2 separate regions of the Triticum aestivum genome follow, and region 1 is linked to region 2. Evidence: chromatin contacts called from public HiCAR-type data. All regions are on one chromosome and are shown on one strand. Each heading gives the region's core, a stretch centred on a gene start, on an enhancer-like site or on the middle of the called end of the contact. The rest is flanking DNA. Distances are from core to core; before and after follow the strand shown.

Region 1 (6,799 bases), core at 4,258-6,757, 190 kb after region 2:
AATAGAACCAGGTTTGGTTCCAGTCTTTGGGATGGCTTGGCAAGACTACTAAAGGAAAGACAGCATCCCATCTGCGCTGGATCGAAATCCTGCCAAGTTCCAAGATGGGGTCGTTAGTGTACTCATTCTGGCGGTTCAAATAGAAGTATTCTCTGAAGAGTTCAACAGTAGGTTCTTCTTGAAGATAAACCTCGTAGAAAACTTAGAAGTTACAGATGTTTGATATGGAATTGGGTCCAATGTCTTGCGGATGAAGTTTGAAAAAGTGTAGAACATCTCTAAAGAATTTTGAGTCGGGCGGCGAAAATCCCCGGTTCATATGATCAGTGAAGACGATGATTTCACCATCCTTTGGCTGAGGTCTTTCTTCGGTCGGATCAGGGGCGTGGTAAGACATGATGCTCTTCTCTGGTAAATATCCAACGATGACAAAATCCTTTAGGATATCTTCAGTGACTATGGAAGTGACCTAGTTGCAAACTATCATCATCTTCGGAGGCATGGCGAAAAGACAATCTAAAAAGAAGTAATTTTCCGGCTCAAACTAAGTGGTAGAATTACAAGCTAATAGTTGCAGTACAGATGTGTAATGGCGGCTTAAATAAGGGCTAATGGTATATGAAGGAAAATAAGCCGGCATGGTAAGCCGCCATGAGAAAAATATTCAAGAGTTGCCCGCAATGAAAAGTTGGCTAAGTACTAAGATAAACAAGTTTCACAGGCTGCAGCTACTATTTTGGATCAAAGGTTGTCCAGGAAAGGAAAAATAAATCTAGACCTAAAAAACCAGTATAGATGAGTTCATGAGCTTGCACGAGTTTGTTCTTCCAGGAAAGGGGATCTACTGATACTAAAGGTGGAAATAAAACAACTACCACATTCGTTTAATGCCATTTTTCAGATCAAAGAAGCTCACAGCACAACCTGGGAGATGAACTACGATGAACAATGAAGAACACAGAGGAGCTCGCAAACCCTAGTGCGGATCTAAGGTATGAAAAAGCAGAAACTTACAGCTGCAGATCTGCTATGGAGGGTCGCCGCCGTTATCTGGATCGATTCAGGTTGATGCAGCGGCCGAGGTTGAGGAAGACGAAGTGCTCTGCGGCGGCGGTGGAGCTCGAGCGGCAGAGGGGTTGCGAGAGAAGGAAGAAGGAGAAAAATGTGAGATGGCTTTCGGATCCTATTTATAAGGAAAGGAGCGATAGGCAGGCGCGAAAGACGAGGAGGCCAAAACAATGGTTATCCAGCTAGATGGATGCCTCGATTTTCGGAAGGGCATTAAGGCAAAGATCCGTCGAAGATGACGTCATTGCGGTTTTCTGAAATCTTTGGAGATGACATCATGGCGGGTTATAAGGTTTTCACAACAGATGAGAAAGGATTTTTTTCTAAGTCTTGAAGATTGACATGAACAAGTTCAAATCAACATGGGGCCTAATGTTGGGGATATAACTATTAGGCATGACCCGCCCAGGAGGGGCCGGGTCATCCCTATGACGATTCACCGTAATGAAGCCCAAGATTGTACGACGGTTCACAGATAGGCTTAGTAGAAGGCCCAGACCCGAAGGCGGCTCAAGGCCCGTAGAGATAAACCGCCGTATGTACATGACTTGTATTGTAAGGCAGGAATAGTTAGAGACCGAGCCGGACAATGTTTATGAGCCGGCCAGGACTCTATGAGCCGTCGGGCGTCAGCCTCTATATATAAAGGGACGCCCCGGGTGGCGGTTCAAGACAAGTAACTACAGATCGAAAGCTAGGTCAAGCGGATTCGCTCCCTGGCAATCGAACATAAGCAATGCCACCTCAATCTGGATTAGGCCTTTACCTTCACCACAAGGGGCCGAACCAGTATAACGCTTGTGTCCTTTTTCCCGTTTTAACCCCTTTAAGCTTCCTAGTTGCGATGGCTCCACGCTTAAGTCCTTTCACTAGGACATTTGCTGTGACAATTCCACGACAACTTCGGAAGGGCACGACGTGGAAAGTCGACTCCTCGGACCGATAGTTCTCGGGAGTGCCAAAGACAACATCAATGATCTTTTTCCCTTGCATCGTGATTCCTTGTCGGGATAATTCCTTTGAATGTAATAGAGTTGTGCTGGATGCGAGTTGTATCAAATTGCATTTTTTTCCAACGTGCCTTCGTAACTGAGGTTTAAGCTACCGCCGCCGTCCATTAGCACTTTATGTAGTCGGCATCCGTCCACTATGGGGCCGAGAACCAGAGCGGCTGGGCATCGGCTTAAGTCGACCACCGGCTGATCGTGCTGCTCGAACGTGACCACGCGGACGGTGGTGTGCGTATCGGGGCATGGACGAGCTCCTGTAGAGCCCGTTTTCTTTTATTCCCTGACTTGTATGTTTGGTAAATCATCAGGACCTCAGCTTCTTCCAAGGGCTTTGCGGAATAACTAATGGTGTGCCTATTTGCGAGGAGGGCCTCGCCACCCTTGGCCACTTGTTTCACAACCCAATAGGCTCGAAGGCTGCGGGTTGGATTGGTGTTGACTAAAATAGAGTGTATAGGGCATGGTTGATTCAGCAGTCCATCTAGGGTGGTCTGGGATCTCGTCTTCTTTATTTTTGGAGATGACTCTACTAGCACGGGTTGCTTGAATGGCTCTCATTATGCGAGGTCATGTGTTTTTGATCCATTCGAGTACACTAATTCCTGGGACAGCCAGGCCTCTTCAATGGCGCAAAATTTTATCACCAACTCTGAGAGTTCGAAGAAGGTGTGGACTCGACACCGAGCGAGGGAGTTTAACAGTCCCTCATCATGACAGTTGTGGCTAAAGGCAGCCAGTGCTTCCGCATCTGGGGAGTTGGCTATTCTGTTCTTAATGAGCAAGAATCATGACCAAAATTCTCGAATTGTCTCTTCGGAATGCTGTTTTACGTCTAGCGGGTCACAGACATTGGGAGGCCCCGAGTTACTTGGACAGTATTCAATGTGGGTGGTGGGTGGGGTAAAAAAATCCTAATCCAATGGGGGGGGGAGCTCTGAGGCTCCCCCATGTCCTTTGCGGGGAGAGTGCACTGAAGAGGAAGTCCCCGGGCTTGGCTTGACATCCGAAACACCAGCATCTCCTGGCTTATTATTTTCATGCTTACTCCTCATGGGAGGGCTTGGATCCGAGGTTCCTTTAGGTTGGATTCCGTTGGCCAAACTGGTAAAAGGAGCGTAAAGCTCCAGAAGACTTCGCGATCGTGCCCTACCACCTCGAAGGGGGAATGCGATTCGAGATCTGTCGGGTCTCTGGATGGCCCGTTGGCGAGAGTCGTCGATGCGTCTATGGAGCTAGGGAGACTCGGATAATCGGTTGGTGAAGCCATCGGTCCGGGGCGATCAACAGTGAGGTGTCAATGAAAGCACCAATGTCGGTGTCAAAACCGGCAGACGTCGGGTAGGGGGCTGAGCTGTTAGATTGGATCGATGGGTAACAAGAGATAGACGACATGGTGTTTTTACCCAGGTTCGGGCCCTCTTTAAGGAGGTAAAACCCTACGTCCTGCTCTTGCTTATATTATGGATGTATCAAAGTACATAGTTGATCTACCTCGAGATCGTGAGTTGTGGTCTAAACCCTAGGGGTATGAGGATGCTGAATGTATGAAATGCGTCTAAGGACTAAACCCGCTGGTTTATATATGAACTAAGGGTATCTAGAGTTACACATGGTCGGTTGGCATCTAGGGTTTGCATGCCGAATCTAATAGATTTTCTTGGAGCACACGCCACATCTTTGGTGAAGCCGGATACACATAGGTTGGAGGTCTCCGGAGTCCTTCCTCATTAACAGGCCACTAGCTCGACCCACAAACTAAGCCACCTGGGCCGAGGCCCCCTAGTCTAGGACACCTTCAACCGTCCAGTATGCCTACAAAGGAATTTACCACTCTCGGTGATGAGCATCATGAAATTGTTGATGGAGAATGGTTGGTGATGACGACGGTGGCGAATCCCTCTCTCCGGAGCCCAGAACAGACTCCAAATTAGTGCTCTCGATGAAAAACATGAGGGGTGGTGGCTCCGTATCGTAAAACACAATAAACTTTTTCCTCTGGAGGAGACTGAATATATATATGCTTGGAACTAGGTCAGACAGAAGCTCGTGGGATGACACGCCACACTTGTCGTTGATAGAATATGAAGGTATGGGCAGACACCCCACACTTGTCATTGATAGATTTCTCATTGATTCAGTCGTGGCTGATATTAAGCATGTGACTGATGTCTTTGCCTCATGTGCTACCTAAATCATGTAAAAATTATGTTAGTTTTTGTGTTTTTCATTCTGATCCGGATTGCATACGGGCGACTCTTTGCAGTGTTGCCATTTGATCAATAAAGTAACCTTATCTTAAAAAAACTTTGTTGCCACTGCAAAGTATGATAAATGTGTCACCACTTCAAAATATGGTAAGTGCGTTATCATTGCAGCCCGCACCTTCCACATCTGTAAGGCAAAAAGTAGCACTCCCTCCATTTTTGTATACAAGACCACTATCAAAATTACAATTTGCATCTATACAAGGCCACTAACATCAATCGAGGTAAAATTGATGAGGTTTGCCTCGTACTAACAACCGAGGACATTAATATCCCTTGCATGCATGTGGGAATGAGAAGGTTGGTTTTCGTGTATCACATTAATCAACCAATGAGGAGTGGGAGGGTTGTCTTGTTGTGTGTTGAAGAGAAAATGCACATTAATTAACACGTCAAGTGAGAAAAAAGACTAGCTTGCAACATTGGTTTAAGTAGGCATTGATTTCTACCTTGGTACCTGTAATATAAGTTTGTGGCCTTGTATACAAAAATGGAGGGAGTATATATAGTTTTCCAGGCAGTAATCCAAAATTAGGCATGAGGCAGCATACCAAATATGTCACTCTTTTAAAAAAGACAGCGACGCACCTACCAGTAGACATTTGGCGGGAGAAGAGAACCACCCAGCGACGGATTCACAGCCACACACACGGCCCTTTTCTAGTTCGTGGCGCACGCCTCTCTTGGGCCCACCTCCCCCTAAAAATCAAATCCCAAATCCACAAAACCCACCCACCCACCACCACCACCAGGCCCATCCGAGAAGCCTCAACGTGTCAGATCCAGCCAGCCCAGGATACCCCTGCCCCACCGTCAGCGGCGCGGGTCGGCCATTTTATCCGGTACCCGAAGCAGCCCCAAAGCTGGGCGTACCCCCTCCCGCTTTACAGCGGCATGAGCCGGGTCCATGCGCCGGAGGTCGGCACGCCGCAGAGACGCCGGGGGGGCCCGCGCGCCGTACGGCCCGCGGCCGCGTGGGCCGGGTCCACGGGGGTGTGCGCCCGTGGGTCGCGGGGCCCCACCGCCGATCCCGCGGCGGCTTCGCACCACCAGTCCCGCGGGGAGTCCTCCGCCTCCAGCTCGCGAGTCGCTGCCACATCACATCTCGCCTCCGCCTCCTCCCTCCTCCCTCCCTCCCCACAAACACCCCCGGCTCCCGCCGCTGCCGCGTCTTCTACCCGTCCAGTCGCCCTCCCCGCTGCCGACTTGTCGCCGCAGCCGAAGCACAGCACAGCACAGCGCGGAGGCGGAGAGAGGTTGATCCGAGGGCGGAGAGAGAGGACGTAGCGCGCGGAGGGGAGTGAGGAGGGAGGGCGGGATGGAGGGCGGACGATGACTGCGCGCGCCGCGGCGGGATGAGGACGATCTGCGATGTGTGCGAGAGCGCGGTGGCGGTGCTCTTCTGCGCGGCCGACGAGGCCGCCCTCTGCCGTCCCTGCGACGAGAAGGTGCGCGCTCTCTCCCTACTCCCGCGACCATCTGTCCAGCCACGCGGATCGGGCTACGCCTTGGCGTTGCTGCCTCAGTATGCGGTGTTGACCAGCCACGGGTCGCTGGCTGTTGCTCCGATGGCTGGGTAGATCTGGAGCTGCGATCGAGAGAATCGCTCCACTACGTTCGTCTTCTCGCATGGTGGATCTGGGAGAGCTGTCCTGACAGCTCTGACGTTTTTTGAAAAACAACTTTGAAAAGGCTACTCCCTTTATCTGAAATTTTTCGTTCACTATGGCGTTGGCTTCATACTACAGTAGTAAATTACTAATATTCCTGCTATATCTACGTATTTCGAGTCTGGTGATTACCATGGGCTTGCACCCCGAATCCCACATATAGTTGGTGACTCTGTAGAGATTATGGTTTAGCTTACCTTGCGAGACTACAAATTTCTCAATACGGTGCGATGGGGCAAAAAAAAAGGGTGATTGGTTTACACAACTTTGTTGCTCATGTGTCAAACGTTGTTCTTATCCTCGAAAACTTATGCTTATGGATCACTTGAAGTTCAGTTCCGAAATGGCCAATCTGTATAAATGAGAATATTCTCTATTCTTTTTCTCATTCTTTTAGTGGTAAAACTAGTTATGCGAAATGCAAATGATATTCCCTACACAGTATACCTTATGATGTAGGCTGTGACCTTGGTTTATTTGTTTTCTGAGAAGCTACAGAATCGGTATCATGCTATTCAAAATCAGCAGTGCATACAAAGTACATATTGTTTTTTAGGTGAACATTCCAACTTGGCATGAAATGCTTTTTAAACCAGTTTAAATGTACCGAGGTGGATGCTGCTGTCTGATAAAGCTATAGCTGATGTTGATGGTACTATATGTGGGTTATTGTGCATGTGGGTGGGCTGAGGTCCCGGTGGCTTCATGCGCCCAATCATTTCTAGATTTTGATCATTTTTGTTTGACATATTATGAAACACATTTCATAAACAATAGTTCTTTGAAC
Region 2 (6,720 bases), core at 2,625-5,124:
TACCTGTGCTGTTGTCGGTGATGGCGTCCGAGGCAACTTTTTCAGGAAACAGGTTCCTCCTTACCTTCTCTGGCCTTCTCGGAGGAAACTTGAAATTTTCACTTGGGGGTGTTGTCATGTTCATACTTGTTGAATCATCAAACCAGCTGTTTGGAATTACCATGAAGCTTGCTTTGCAACTGCTGCTCCTTGCTAGTACAGTGTCCCTGGAGCTTACCACACACCTCTTCAGGGCCAATGGTTCCTCATCAACGTTAGGTTTTTCAATTTCAAAAGACGGGTCAGAATCGCATGCATATAGCTCGATGGCATTTTCTGCTGTCTTTGTGATGCTTTCATCACGTTTCTCTTCATCAGTACAATCTTCAGCTTGATCCATCATCGGTCTTCTCTCCTTTTCAGGCGTTTCTGGTTTCTGTGCATGAAAGGATTCTTGGCTTATCCTTTCTCTGAGCCCATTAGTTTCAACGCATTGTACTTCCTTGCAGTGCTCATCTGAGACATCTGGCACATCTGGGTAGGCCACCAAGTTTTCTTGGCATTCATCTATGCTGTCGAAAACATGGTTACTGGGTCGGCGTGGAAAGAGCCCTGGCTGTGCATCTATTAATAGATCTTGATCGACTAGGTCATAAGTATCTGAACATGAAAGTGCATCTTCAGACATATTACGTGGTAGGGATTCTGAAGATCGACTATGTGCATCCTGTCAGAGTTAGGTTACCCGGTTTGGTATTACAGGCACAAGTAAAAAAATTAGATAAGAAAAATGACAGTTATACATGAGAGAGCAAGTACCCATCGCCTTGCTTTAAGACAATTCAGATGATCATCACTTGCAACTTTGCGGAAATTCTCAAGTTCTGATTGAACCGTGTCTTTTTCCTCCATCAATTCCTTCAGCTGTTCTTCCAGCTGGAAATCCATAACATTATGTATTTTTAAAACAAGGTGATTATTGTGAATGTAGCTAGCTACCATGAATGTGAAGATTATTAGAAAGTGATTTACTAAGACTAACCAAACCTTTTTAATCTGTTCATCCTTCTCCTTCAGAACCTCAGCATGAGTTGACAAGGAGGCTGATCCAGGAAACTTGAGCTCATTCTCCAACCTCGTAAGCTCTCTCTGAAGATGCTTCACTAATGCCTTGTCGGACATTACGACATTTACTTGTGCATTGGTGACTACATTTTTTGCACAGTTTGCAAACAAGAGTGTGTTCCTCGACTGCTCGACGTGGCAGTGCGCCGGGCTCATCGTGCAGATGATGGCTGTCCTCGCGTTGCCTCCCAAAGACGATTGCAGTATGCGAGTGAGCTTGGAGTCTCTGTAGGGGATATGGCCGTTTCTTCCACCGCTGCATCAGAAGCCAACTATTTCGTCAGAGCTTGGGCTTGTACTTCAAGAAGTATGACTTGAAATTCAACAAACCTGAGCTGGCGAATGACCTTTCCCAGTGTAAGAAGACTCTTATTGATATGGCTGCCCTCCTTTAGCCTCATACCGCTCGCCGCTGTCTGTGATGCACGTTCACTTCCTGCCAGATCGACGAAATTCTGCGCAGAAGGAGAAGCCCAGAGGCCATGCATGGAACTGTAGTATCGTCGAAAGAATCTAAAACACAGGAAGAAATTAAGGTGTTCACTTCATACCACGCAAGCCTGAAGGGTGCTGGAGTTGCCTTTCCCCAGGAACTGCTTGGCCGAGCTCTCAACCGTCTGCAGTTTACACAGGAGGCTAAGAACACAAGCAAATTTTCGCAGAACATGAATGACTACCGATCGCTGTTCAGTGTGATAAGGCCATAAGGGCACCTACCAGCCTGAGTATTTGGTGAGACCTGGAACTCGTTTCGTTCAAGGCAGTCTCCCCGATCTGTCTTTGAGCTGTGGCACAACACAAATGAGTGAGCAAAGCAGTAATGAACCAGTTGAGCCGCCTGCGCATATGCTATTTCCATTTTCGGTGATTCAGTGAAAGAAAGAAAAAAGGATTCAGCTCCACACCTTCACACACAGCAAGGAGCTCCAGGAGATGGCCTTTGTCCCTCAGAGTCTCCTCGGTGAGTTTTTCCACCACAGTTCCTTTCTGCTTGAACAATTCAAGCACAGTTGCACCAACCATGAGTAGGATGAACTCTGAATCTGATAGAAAAGAATTTTGTTGAATGACTTTCAGCTAGAAAGCAGTTTTATCTCACCTCCGGATCGTCGAGGAGCCGGAGAGGGGTGGCGTCGGAGCTGAGGAGGTCGATGACGGCCTCGTTGTATATCTCCATGGCCGAGAACTTGAGGATGAACTCCCTGTCGGGATGCTGAATTGAAGACCCGAAACAGAGCACGGGTTAAGCGCAGGCAAAGCAGACCAAGAGCAGCAGAGCCATGCAGACAATGCACCTGGTCTATGTAGGCGTAGATTTCGGCCATGCTGTGCTCCGTGATGCCGACCATGGTGTACGTCTTGCCGCTGCTCGTCTGCCCGTAGGCGAATATGCTCGCTGCAGAGCAAAGCAAAGAGCATGCAAGCAGGCAGAAAGTACACATCAAACCATTTTACAGCATTGGATTGGATGTGTGGATGGATGCTTTGGCACGTACAGTTGATGCCGCTGAGCACGGAGAGGGCGACCTCCTTGGCCCCTTCGTCGTACACCTGCCTGGTGCTGCACTCGGGGTCGAACACCCGGTCTGGAAGACGTACGGTCGATTGGGAAATGAACATTGTCTGCCATGGCAGATCAATTGAGATGCATGGAGTTAAGCAGGAGGAGGGCGCATGTTACCGTAGGTGTAGCTGGCCGGGAACATGGCGCGCTCGGGGATGGTGCCGAGGAACTTGAGCGTGGCGGGGCCGGCGCACTCCCATTCCGTGCCGTCGCCGCGCTCCGCCTCCCGGGCGTTCGCCGGCCGCAGCCGCACCGACACCAGGATCCGCTCCTGCTGCTGCTCCTCCCCGCCCGCCATCTCCGCCCCCTCCCTGGAACGGACGGCACACCAGAAATCAGCGTGCTGTATGTATGAAGCGAGGAGCGCACGGTGGCTAGCGCTCGCGTGGTCACCGCGCGCGCACGTAGTGCCCGTGTCGCGTCGAGCTACCCGGGCAGGACGGACGCAGAGCGCGCGCGCGAAAGCCAAAAGCGCGAGGTCACGGGCGGACGCCGGCGGTGCGAGGCGACGCGAGGTCGGCGAGCGGTCGACGTCGGCCACGCGCGCGCGGCCTAGCTTCTTCTCTCGGTGGAGCTTGGCACGTACTAGGTGCGTACGAAGCGAGCTCGGGGAGGGGCCGAAAGCGGCGCGCCAGCGGGCGGTGCCGAATGGATGCTGCGCCCTTTGTTTCTTGCCATGTTTGAACGGACGTGACGTTTCCTGGCCACTGACGGCGACGAACGGACCAAGACTAAGGTGGACGCATGTATGCGCCGCGACAAAAAATGCGGGCAAAAATCATCTGGAAGAGACGAGGCAACCAATTCACAGCGGAGGTGGAAGAGGTCGGTGGGTGAATTCATTGGTTACCTGCGGGAGGAATGGCCGCCCTCTTGCTCTCTCTGGCGGCACAATGCGAGAGGGAAACGGCAAGGCCGGCGGCCGCCGGCGAGGTGCTCCCGGGCTATCTCTCCGCGTGCACGTAGGTAATTTAGCTACCTCCTCCCCTCCTTGGCGAGGCGAGGAGAAAGAGGAAGGAGGAGGGAAGGGGAGGGGAGGGGCGCGGAAACAAGAGGGGGTGATTCTCGGAGCTGGCTCGGACGCCGCGCCGGCCAACCAACCGTTGCGAGGTACTACTCCCTCACGAGGGACCCCGCGTGTCCGCCATGTGAACGAAGGTGGCTAGCTAAACCGACGTACTCACGTAGTACGTGCCGCGAATCTATGGCATTCACCCCCTGTCTGCCGGACAAGGAAAGGAAAAGGAAAACGCGGCCGCCTAAAAATAACCGACCGTTCGGCCGTGCGGTAACGCGCACCTTTGCTGCTGCTAGTGGTGTAGGAGTACTAGCGGTAGCCATGCATCTGTGCTGCATCATGTGTCCGCGTCGGGTAAAATTGAATGGGAAACAGTGGCTCATGTGTCCGCTCGTGCTCATGGTGCCCCATGCGTACGATGGACTTGGCGACGGCGAGTGGCACGGGAGCAGCTTTAATGCATGCTCCCTGTTCCTGCATGCCCGGCCCCGTGCGCATGCACGGTACGCCTCCTGCGGCCGGCCGCGGCTGCTCTTGTCCGTGGGGAGCTTTACTGCCACTGCATGGCTTCAGGGTAGCGTCCATGTACACTGCACGGCGCAGAGGTTGGTAGTGAAGACGAACGGCAGGCAGACAGGGACGTGTGGACGCCCGTACGTACAATGCGAAGGTGGAATGTCGAGGTGTTTTCCTCCGCCGGTTTTTCGTGTCAGCTTCAAGAGGTTGTTGACACGCAGCGAGAGAGGCGTCAGCGTCACTCTTCACCCTCGTGGTCCTGTACGTTCCGTCGCAAACCGATCGGTCGAGACAAAATCCGCAAATCTGCCCACACGCGCACCTGACAATCCACGCATTTTTTGCCTTCGGTCTGGTTGCCAGCCTCTCTCTTGCTCGCTTCGGGATCAGGGACTCGTGTGCGTGTATGGAGTGCGCCGGCCTTGACAGCACAATAAGCTCCTTTTGGTTCATAGGATAAGATTATCGTAGAAATAGAAATTTTCTAGGAAATGAGATGACATGTATCTCAAATCCTATGAGTAGGAATAGGAAACGAGATGTTATTTGGTTGACATCAAAGAAATTTTTTCATTGAGTCTAGGCTCATTTTTATTTTCCTATGAAATGTGGAGGATAGGAACCAATCCTATGTAGGAATAGGAATCCATTCCTATGAAACAAATGACTCTAAAGAAAAAAATCCTATAAAAATCCTATCCTCTAGAATTCCTATGAAATTCCTCCAAACCAAAGGAAGCCTAAGTTCGGTCTACTGAACCATGAAACGGGTAGAAAGCGCTAAAGCATTTGATTGATTCAGTGGGCCTGGCAATTCCTTAATTCCTCCTTCTAGAGATCTTGCGCAAAATGGGCTTTGGTCCAAGGTGGTGTTCCTGGATCGGTTCGCTTCTTGCCATAGCGCCCAGCAAGATACTTCAAAGAAAGAAGTTCATTTTTCACCCTCAAATGTGCCTCGGTGGACAAATACCCGCTCTGAAGTCTATTTTGGTACAGTTTTAACTCTGAAATTAACAAAATTGAATAAATATGATCCTAGAGCGGTTTTATTATTATTTTGGTGGTTTTGGGAGAAGACGTCATCTTCTTCCTCTCTCCCTCTCTCCTCTGTGTCGTTCATCGACCTCCATGGCCGTCGATGCTCCCCACCTAGGTGCTACAAAGTCACCCCACATGCCCCAGCCCCTCCTTCGCCTTCCCCCCACCCTCTCGCGACGGGAATCCCGCGCCCCACACGCGCATGTGCTGCAATCAGCGTCGCCGCCGTTGCCGCCCACGCGGCCACCGGCCACCTTGAGCCACAACGCCATGTCAAGCGTCTCAGCCACGCCTCCCTCGCCTACTCTGCCATCGTAATTTGTGTCAGTCGCCCCTGAATTATAGCGGGGACGTTGTCGTGGATTTGTCACGGCAGATGTCCTAGCGAAAGGACTTAGTCGTGGAGCCATCGCTACGAGTTTACTTGAAGGGGTTAAAGCGGACACAAAGACACGAGGGGTTTATACTAGTTCGGCCCCTTCAATGAAGGTAAAAGCCTACGTCTAGTTGTGATGGAATTGATGTGGTCTCGATGGCTAGGGAGCAAACAAGCTTCGCCTAGGCTCGAGTTGTGGTTGTCTGTCCTGAACCGCCACCGGGTCGTCCCCTTATATACACGGGTGACGCCCGTCGGTCCATAGAGTCCTAACCGGTTCATACTCGTATTCCGGTTGGTATCTCTCTATTCCTTACTTACAATACAAGTCATACATCAGGCCGGTTTACGGCTACATGTTCTAACCGACTACAGGCCTTGGGCCTTCATCTGTTTATACCACTAATGAAGTTAACCCGGCCCAAGTAGGCCGGTTTACGCCTAGTGGTAATATCCCCAACATTAGGCCCCAGATTGATTTGAACTGGTTCATGTCAATCCTTCACACCATCTTGCGTCTTGGATATCTTCTGTTAATTGGCAAATCTCCATGTCGTCATCATTTTCGGTTGCTGTAAACCGGCATGACGTCATCAGTTTTGGTTACTGTAAACCGGCATGACGTCATTATGAAATTCATAACGCCCTCTTAATGACAGCTCCTGGATTCGCGCGTTTTGACCTAGCTCGGTTGCCTTATAAATAAGACCGAAGGGTCATTTCCTTTCTCTTCCCCTTCGTCCCTTCTTCTTCTTCTTCCTCACATCGCCGACTTTGGAGCTCCGCCACCACCGTCGACCTCTGCCTCGTCTCGGGCCGCTGCATCAACCTGAACGTACCAGAGTGTTGCGGCGTCTTTCCGCATCTTCTCTGTTCCCGGTAAGTTCTCTCTCCTCTTCTTAACCTAGATCCGTTCTTAGGGTTCCGTGTTCATGCTGTGTTCATCACGCGCTCATATCTGTTCTCTGATCTTGAATGAATCCGCGAACTCTTGCTGTGTTCAGTAGCGATCCCTAAGCATCCGCTTGCAATTTTTCATCTAATCCCATAGATCTCCCGCACATATCCGCTCAATGGTTCACTTCTGTTTCCGCCTTATTCTTC

The links. HiCAR-type assays count read pairs that join an accessible place to other places.
Region 1: a HiCAR-type map of leaf shows a contact between it and region 2, with 5 times the contacts expected there. The contact joins the promoter of LOC123104513 here to the promoter of LOC123104510 in region 2. A contact is called at or near these places in 1 of 5 Hi-C or Micro-C datasets (leaf) and 1 of 1 datasets of contacts at active chromatin or transcription factors (leaf).

What each region holds. Positions count from the first base shown.
Region 1 is chr5A:528,800,705-528,807,503 of IWGSC CS RefSeq v2.1, forward strand. LOC123104513 (B-box zinc finger protein 18) reads left to right here and starts at 5,508. Exons shown (of 5, transcript XM_044526378.1): 1 at 5,508-5,790. The coding sequence starts at 5,698.
Region 2 is chr5A:528,615,116-528,621,835 of IWGSC CS RefSeq v2.1, forward strand. LOC123104510 (kinesin-like protein KIN-7J) reads right to left here and starts at 3,875. Exons shown (of 13, transcript XM_044526376.1): 1 at 3,519-3,875; 2 at 2,786-2,979; 3 at 2,601-2,690; 4 at 2,400-2,500; 5 at 2,204-2,317; 6 at 2,010-2,091; 7 at 1,822-1,889; 8 at 1,656-1,721; 9 at 1,435-1,559; 10 at 1,027-1,360; 11 at 799-915; 12 at 1-706. The coding sequence starts at 2,966.